Regions from separate parts of the Mus musculus genome. Here all the other regions are linked to region 1. The links are chromatin contacts, called in public HiChIP or PLAC-seq maps. All regions are on one chromosome and are shown on one strand. The core of a region is the stretch at or near the end of the contact, and the rest is flanking DNA. Distances in the headings are between cores, read along the strand shown.

The links. HiChIP or PLAC-seq counts read pairs in DNA pulled down with a chosen protein or histone mark.
Region 2: a contact with region 1 is called in an H3K27ac HiChIP or PLAC-seq map of trophoblast stem cells, with 13 times the contacts expected there. The contact joins the promoter of Nfia here to the enhancer-like site in region 1. A contact is called at or near these places in 13 of 39 promoter capture datasets (the 3T3-L1 cell line, 3T3-L1-derived adipocytes, the HPC-7 cell line and 9 more), 5 of 484 Hi-C or Micro-C datasets (CD8 T cells, embryonic stem cells, forebrain and 2 more), 19 of 115 datasets of contacts at active chromatin or transcription factors (bone marrow-derived macrophages, cardiomyocytes, craniofacial prominence and 13 more) and 2 of 9 other capture datasets (liver and pancreatic islet).
Region 3: an HNF4G HiChIP or PLAC-seq map of pancreatic cancer cells shows a contact between it and region 1. The contact joins the promoter of Atg4c here to the enhancer-like site in region 1. A contact is called at or near these places in 6 of 39 promoter capture datasets (the 3T3-L1 cell line, 3T3-L1-derived adipocytes, embryonic stem cells and 3 more), 1 of 484 Hi-C or Micro-C datasets (embryonic stem cells), 1 of 115 datasets of contacts at active chromatin or transcription factors (pancreatic cancer cells) and 1 of 9 other capture datasets (pancreatic islet).

The regions. Positions count from the first base shown.
Region 1 is chr4:98,400,493-98,403,212 of GRCm38.p6, reverse strand. The region is part of intron 1 of Patj (PATJ, crumbs cell polarity complex component); the gene reads right to left. Among named protein-coding and RNA genes, the nearest start is that of Patj, 6.0 kb to the right of the region's middle. Within about 2 kb of position 1,447, at least 81 of the 459 cell types and tissues checked have an H3K27ac peak or open chromatin away from gene starts, as enhancers often do. A contact at or near this core is called in epiblast stem cells, extraembryonic endoderm stem cells, olfactory sensory neurons and 3 more, where this site is marked.
Region 2 is chr4:97,776,236-97,778,935 of GRCm38.p6, reverse strand. It overlaps Nfia (nuclear factor I/A), which reads right to left and starts at 1,310. Exons shown (of 11, transcript NM_010905.3): 1 at 942-1,310. The coding sequence starts at 968. Gm38709 (a long non-coding RNA gene) reads left to right here and starts at 1,513. Exons shown (of 5, transcript XR_003955232.1): 1 at 1,513-1,907.
Region 3 is chr4:99,192,613-99,195,312 of GRCm38.p6, reverse strand. Atg4c (autophagy related 4C, cysteine peptidase) reads right to left here and starts at 1,379. Exons shown (of 11, transcript NM_175029.3): 1 at 861-1,379.

The sequences.
Region 1 (2,720 bases), core at 198-2,697:
TATTTTCAAGGCAATTATTAGAAGCAGATCATCACCAGAGTCTAGGACTCTGGACCACCCCAGTGTGGTGGATCAGACCCTTGTGCACACTAAGCTCACACTATACAGTCCACCTACATGCCTAGCTCCATCATATCTTCTTAAAAGCCATAACTATGCACCTGCAGGTCATGTTTGGTTACCATGTGATTAAAAACCTAATTCAACAGGGCAGGCTATATGATCCTGACTACAATGAACTAGAGGATAAATCTTCTCTAAATCTGAGAGATTTGTGGTTCTACATGACATCTCTAATGGCCAGCAAATATTCTTTGCATTTCATTATTCTCTCCTGCTCAAGGGAACATATTCCTGGCATCAAAACCATTTGCTTACCAACAAACCACTTGCTATTCAAAATAAGCGTGTTCTGAGACTGAATTTTACTTCGATGGACAATAAGAATTTCAGTAAGAGGCTGTAAAAATGCACTCAGGAGTGGTTTCCTATATCGACACTTCAAGCATGTTGGCAGTGTTCCGTCAAGTGAGGGGAAGTGACATTTACCTGCTGGCTAGGGCTCCTCCAGCAGACAGCTATCTGCATCTCACTCCTGAAACAGGTACAGTTGGAATTGAGTGACATCTTGAATCCATGTAAGAACTGAGCATGCTGGGAAATCTACCCTTTGTATAAAACAGGAAAACTGTACAACATGCACAAGTGTTGTGAAACGCAGCACTTAAGGGATATTTGGGTTATTTTCATACTTCTGTAAGACAGAAACGTGTGCACTGGGGAATTTTCTAGAAAAAAAAATTTAGGAAGCAATAGTTATTGCTTCCAGAAAATAGAAAAGAGGAATATAAAAGTTAGCCTTTGAGGACTGAGGTTAGAACTCAGTGGTAGAGCGTGTATGCATGAGAGCCTGGATTCAATCCCCAACACCAGAGAAAAATAATAACAAAAATTAGTCTCTTTTACTTTATAGATTTTGGGGTTGTTTGAATTTTTATTAAAAAAAAATACGGACTTAAGATTTTAGTTCAGTGGTAGAATAGCATGTGAGACTCTCAAGTTTTATTCTCTCCACTACAATAAAAATACACAAAAACAAGTACTAATTTTATAATTATAGAACAGTGGTAAAAGTGTCAGATGTGGTACCACATACCTGTAATCCCAGCACTCGGGAGGCCAAGACAGGAGGATTCAAGTTTGAGGACAGCCTGGGCTACACAGTAAGACCCTATCTCAGGGGGACAAAAAAAAAAATCCAAGAAAAATTAAGGCCAAAAACGGCCAACACTTTTCAGACTTCTGTTGGCTCATGAGACTTCAATTTCCTACTAACAAACATCTGCTCATCTATCTGGGATTTTGGGAAGTAAGGTCACTGGCTATCTTGCTGGGAAAGCACAGGCACTCACTGAAGTGCGCATTTCAACTGGACCTTTACACCTGGGTGATTCACAACTCCAGAGCTCACTGAACCAGGAAGCTTGAAAAATATCCATGAGCTTAATATAATATTACATATAAAGTCTTAATGAAGTTCTTAAAAAAAAAAGTCCACTCCCTTCAGAGCCAGGGGTCAGGATTTATCCTGGTCCCTTTGTCCTCAAAGCTCAACATTTACTAGGTACTCGTTAAATAATAAACAGAATCCAAACCAAAGAGTGGTGGAGGCTGCCACCAGAACTCTGTATAGGCTGTCACGCAAAACAAACAAGTGTTACAGTGGCATTAAGGGCCCATTAAGGGAAAGCTATTTGCTCTGCTCAGGGGAATGGCATCTCTGGCCTGGGTGGAGACTTAACATTCCAGTTGGGAGATCAATCATCTCGTTTAGGGAGCAGACTCAGGAAGGCTTGATCCTCCTTAATCCATCCTGAAGAGATAGGAGGAATAACTATCCCGAATGCCATGAAGCTCTGTTAGGTCTGCCCTCCTAAGCACCACTCAGAGGCACAGTTTTTTCCTGTCCCTCCCTTCTTTTTTCTTTGTATGCTGGCCAAAGCCTAAAAATGCCTTTTCTGTATTTTAGGGTTCTTACTCTTTCTCTGGAGGCCCCCCCTCCCCTTTTTGTCACAAGACTGTGTGGCTGGACTCCATGACTCAGTCTAACAGTAGGAATTCTTCTCTTCTCCATCTGACTCCTCTGGGCAGCCGCCTGGGTCTACAGCTGGCTCTCCTTGCGATTTTTTCTTTTACACTCTAATAAAACTGTCCTCAAGCTTCCTTCAGAGCCCATCCTCAAATTCTTTCAATAACAATACTATGAACTCCAAGAGGGAAGTACACCAATTCCCTTGGTGACATGTAGCAACTCTGCCGGGACACCCCAAAATTCCCAGGAACACAAGTTAGGTTTCCTACAAAGGCCTGGTGAAAGCTTTCCTAAACCAACTGAACATAAAAAAATTAAATGTCCCCACTGTCAAAACACCCCACTCCTAGAATGTAAGAAAAGCAATTGTAGAATGCTAAAGCTGCATATGGAGAAAATATTGAAATCCAAGTTGAAAGATACCATGAGAAAAATCATGTTAGTTCCTCAGAGTGCTTCAGTTGGCAAGATTCATATCTTATCACGGAAACACTCTCAAGAGTCAATTCCTAACAGTACTCTCTCTGTAATTTGTTTCATTTTGCAGAAGTTAAACTGCTCTGTGTGTCATTCTGTTGGTGATAGTCCCCCTCCACCACAAGCAACAAGCCACAAATCTGAACAATTT
Region 2 (2,700 bases), core at 61-2,560, 620 kb after region 1:
CCGCAAAATAGCAGTGTTTCCTTGCTGCTGGTGCAGACTCGACCGGGAGGGATGGGCTGGGAGGCTCGGGCAGGAGGGGCAGGCGGAGGGGCACCAGGCCCCACGCCGCGAGTGGGGCTGCAGGGAAAGTTGCCGGGTCCTGCTGGCTGAGCCGCCCGGGGCTTGCCTAGGCGGCGGCGGCGGCGGGGCAGCCGACTCGGGCCCTGGCCGCCGCTCGCCCTCGAGCCGGAGTCCCACTCCGCCCGCAGCGGCCCAGCCCGGCCCGACCCGCGGCCTTGGCGGCTCTGTGGCCTCCGCGGCGTGGGCTCGCCAGACCCCGAAACTTTCGCCTGGGGGTCGCGGGCAGGAGGCAAGGACAGCAAGGTCCCGGGCCGGCGCGGGGAGTGCGTCTCCGCAGCCCACGGACTAAGGCTAGCACTGCCCGCCCGCCGCGTCCGAGGGGCGCTGCCCGGGCCGGCCCGCAAAGCTGGCACAAAACAAAAGTAAGAGTTCGGGGCGTCGGCGGGGGGCGCGGCGGCGCGGGAGGACCCCGGCAGCCAGGGCGCCCCGGGTGCAGCCGGCGTGCGGGGCTTGCGGGGCTCAGCCGCCCCTCCCTGGAGCGGAGGAATCGCGGGCACCGCGCTCCGCGCCGCAGCCGCCAGAGTCCAGATTGCAGCGTGTCAGGGGCTGCAGCCGCGGACACACGTGCGGGGCGCCCGCAAGCCCCGGCGGAGCTCCGCAGTCCGGCGCCCCGATATTAATTAACGCATTAATAAGAGGGCGCCATTAGCCATGTGCCCACACAAATGGCCGAGCAGGAGGAATGCACCCGCATGGAAACAAAGTTACTTTCTTAAAGCTGCAGCCCCCCCCCCCGCACACGCGCGCGCACACACAGAAACACGCGCAGACACGGCTCCCGCCGAGGCACACGGCCGCCCCGCGCCCCCGCAGCTGCTTACCTGGGTGAGACAGAGCGGAGAATACATAACTGCCGGGCGGCGGGGGGTGCGTGCACGTCTGTGTGCGGGCTGGAGGTGTGCGTGAGTGTGGGTGCGAGAGGGAGAGAGAGGAGGAGAGAGCTAGGAGGGGGGGAGGAATAAAAAATCAAGCCTGCTTCTTGCGTTCACATTTCCAACTCGGCTCAACTGCAGCAGCCAGCGCTCTTGCCGCTCCACGCGCTGAACTTTAACCCCGCCTAGAGTTTCCCTACACTCCACTATACTGTCTACTGTACGCGGGCGTTAAAGGCATAGCGCACCCTTTCCCGCTCCCGCGCCGGCCGGCCGGGTGCCCGCGAGCTGCCCGCGCGCCCGCCTGCGCCGCGTTCTGCACCGCACCGCACGGCCGCCGCCCGCTCGCGCCGCCGCCGCGGGGGTGTGGGGGTGGGGTGGGGTGGGGGTGGGGGGGCGGGGTGGGGGGGAGCCGGGTGGGGGAGGGGCGGCTGCGGCGCTGACACCGGTCCCCAGCCTGCAGGGCCGCCCGCCCGCCCGCCGCTCGCTCCGCGCTCGCTGCCTCCCGCGGCCCCCCGCCCCCCGCCCCGCTCGGCGCGGTCCCCGGGAACGCGGCGCGGAGCGGTTTTTTCAGCGTGTCCTCCGGGCGGCTATAGGCTGCCACAGGATGTGCTTAAGCAAACAAAACTACTTTTCCTCCTCCCCATCCCCCCACCCGCGCCGCAGCCCTCCGCGGACGTCGGGAGAGGATTGGGGCAACTTTGTCGGGGCGCCCCGCACCCCCGTGGGCCGCGGGTTGGGCTCCCTAGGAACCCCAGAGAAGGGCGCGCGTTACATTTGCATGTATGCAAATTTCTTGTAAAAAATCAGACCTTCTAGGTAACTTTTCCTCCCTTCCTCTGAAATGCGGTAAAGCTCAAAAGCATTGTAATCTCTCCTGCGAAGCTTTCTATGGGAATAGTATCGTCGGGAGAGGTAATATGCACAAAAGCCTGCTAACTTTTCAGCTACGACTCTATAGCAGTCAGAATCTGGGGGTGGGGGGGATAGGAAGATCACCCCAAAGATTCCCCAGATTGCGGGGGAGGAGGTGTCTGGAGAAAGCAAGGAGGAGAGTCATGAGCGAACGCTCTTCTCTCCCAGAACCCAGGAGCTGGTGGGTTTAAACACAAACGCCCAAAAAAGTTCTGTCACGTCAGAAACAACAGTGGTTTAGCTGGGACATTTTTCTGTATACTGAGAAGGAAAACTGTGAAAGGGTTGCCCCCTTAGGAAAGAGATATGTTTGTATCCCCAAATGGGAGCCCAGGACTAACATCTGAGTCCCTGTTCCCCAGACACACTCTTCAAGGGTGCGTCTTTGTGGATCCCAACTTTTCCCTTCCCCAGGTAATAGTTCTCAAGATGGAAAAGAGCTTCCTGCAATTATTTTAGGTTTGCTAAAGTATTGTTTTGGCAGAAGGGGGGGGGGTGGTTTTAGGGTTTGGCACATTGCCAACAAGCCTGCTCTTCCAGCTTTCTTTTTCTTCTGTCCTTCCCTCCTTCCTTCCCTCTTTCTTTTCTTTCTTTCTTTCTCTCTTTCTTTCTCTCTTTCTTTCTTTCTTTCTTTCTTTCTTCCTTAAAAAAAAAAAAACTCAACACTTTCTCTCTAGACTCTCTTTTCTTCTAGAGGGGGAAAAAGTATACCTGTCTCCTCCAAACTCTCATTTTCTCCTCCTCCTCTCCCTCCTGAAGTTTTGCAGCCTTCTGTATTTACCTACCCTTCTTT
Region 3 (2,700 bases), core at 130-2,629, 790 kb before region 1:
TAAGGGGGCCTCTAAACTCATTTTACTAATGTAGACAATCCCTCACATTGCCCAGTTTTTAACTTCAGTTCTCAAATTCTTATGGCAGGTGAACCAGTTAATTAGCTTCAGACACTAGACTAATTAGAACTCTTCCCTAGTTGGAAAAATAAAAGCTTTATCATTTGAAACTCCGAAAATACATTTCAAAACCTTTCCAATCCCTCTGGGCACTTCCAAAGACTCATAATCTAATTAAAAGCCACAAGCAGCAGGCAGGAAAGATCACTCCTTTGTGTCTATCTGCTATCAACTGACACAAAATCAATTCCAAACTCCCAAGGGAATGTAAGGTCAGAAAAGGTAAACAAACAGAAGGAAATCTTCACCTAAGTAATTCAAAGATTAAAAAGCTATAAAATAATACAGTCTTAGCCCCGAGGTCGCAATGAACCTCGTGTGGAAAAGTAATCAATAAAGATAACAAAAATATACGACAAAAACCCTAAGAAAATAAACTCAAGCAGAGTTATGCTGAGCTGACCCAGTGATGTCGGGTCATCGCACGGAAGATTGTAGTCTGAGTTTCCAACTTCAATAACCCTCAGATGTGGGTGGGCATGTGAGAATGAGCAAAAGCCGGTCTATGAAGTCAGCGTTATTAGCACAGCCAGGGTATATAATGCTACAGATTGCGGTTTCAAACAACGAAAGGGGCAACGGGGCTACAGACGGACAGATTGAGATCTAACATTTCCCACACATACACTCTTTTTGTTTTAAATGAAGAGAAACAAGGAAGAGTCAATGGGATACGGCGGCTAGGGAGAAAACCTTTCCTGGTCAAGAAGGGTAGAACAGCCGGCCACTGGAAGGCTTACAGTTCAAAGGGCGAGGAGGAGTCGTCAGAAGATAACCCTCAGGAGGAAGCAGAATCGAGAGAGGCTCCAAAACCCTCCAGGAACCCAGACGGTTGGCCACGGGTCTGCACCAAGGGCAGGGCCGCCCCCAGAACCGGCCATTCGTAGACTACAAACACCAAGCTCCAACCTTCTCCACTCCGCCAGCCTCGAGCCGACCCCTCGGCGACACGGGACTGGATAACTGTACAGCCGCGCAGGAGTCCCCACACCAGACGCGCGTCGGCTCCAGCAGCCGCTCCGAACAGCGCGTACGCACCGCAGGACGTGCGGCCCGCGGCCCCGCGCGGCCACCGTAGCACAGCACACCGAAGCCTCCGCAGGCCGCGGTCCTGCAGGAAGCCCTGTCGGAGACCCTAAGCTCCCGGGCTGCAAGCTCAGAGCCTAGAGCAGTTCATTTGTGAGGGGCAGGCCCAAGTTAGATTTACAGCTGTCCCTCGTAACTGTAACTACTGGACTTCAGCTACTACCCGCCACGCACGGTGAGCGTCTGCGGTTTCGGGACTACAAGATCCAGCATGCACAGAGCTCTGGGTCCTTAAAACCAAGCCCACTTGGATTAAAAGACTAACAGTCTGTCTACTCCAAGGCAAGCTGTGGTATGGGGTATTGATTACATCCTGGTGGAGCATTCAGTTTTCACATTCAGATTCATGTTAAGAATTACAGTACAGGACCTGCCTTTAAAAAAAAAATCGGGAGAGATATACTAAATGATGTCAACATGTAATTCTACTAATATATTGTTTTCAGTAACGCAGACTGTTGGAGCAATACATAAGAAATAAGAGCAGAAACTACAAGGGGGAAAAAAATCAACAATCTCTGCTACCAGACAGTTAAACAGTTAAACATCGAGAGAATGAACGCCTTCTGGAATACAAAATATGTTCTTTGAATTTTAACTGTTTCACGATTAGAATTGAGTGGCGTTTTATTTGAAGATAGGGACTTGCAATACAGCCAGACTGACCCAGAACTCATTATCTTCTCTCAATCCCCTAGTGTTGGAATAAGAGATCTGTGCTAGGACGCTGGGAAAGTTATTTCATGTTAGTCTCATGAAAACAGTTGCCTAGAATTAATTACTAGAGCAATTTATTCACCAGTCACATGGGCCGGACAGGGGTATAACAAGACAACAAGAGGGTCATTTATTAGCATAGATAACAAGGTATCTGCTCCTTTGTCTGCTTGGATAGTTTGTTTCATATTTTGAAATGCAGAACACTTTCTGATGACTTGGAGAGGAGATAGCACAGATCTCACAAGCTGTCCTTCTCATAACTTCTATAAGGACTTGTATGAGGGTTCTCTAAGAAGCAGAACTGATAAGAGGAGTGTATATTAGACTTGCTTACAGGATGTGGTCCAGGTAGTTCAACAATGGCTGTCTCACACTGAAAAGGCCAAGACTCTGGTAATTGGTCCATGAGGCTACAGGTCTCAGAAATCCCATTCTGGCACTTGGATCCTGGAAGATTCCTGGAGCACTGTCTTCATTTCAATTCCAAAGAAATTGGATTTAGTACTGGCAGCAACTGGACAAATAAACTTGCCAGCAAAGGTGGGGCAAATGGATGTAGAACAGTTTCCTTCCTTTTTTTTATTTGGACTGCTACCAAAAAAATGTGGTCTAAATTTAGAGTGGGTCTTTCTTCTTCAAATAATCTGATTAAGAAAACTCCTCACTACAGTACCCAGCAGCTTTGGTCTGAATTAATTCTAGATGTAGTCAAACTGACCACCGAGATTTACCATCACACATGTGCTACCAGAATGGCTGTATTTTAATTTTTTG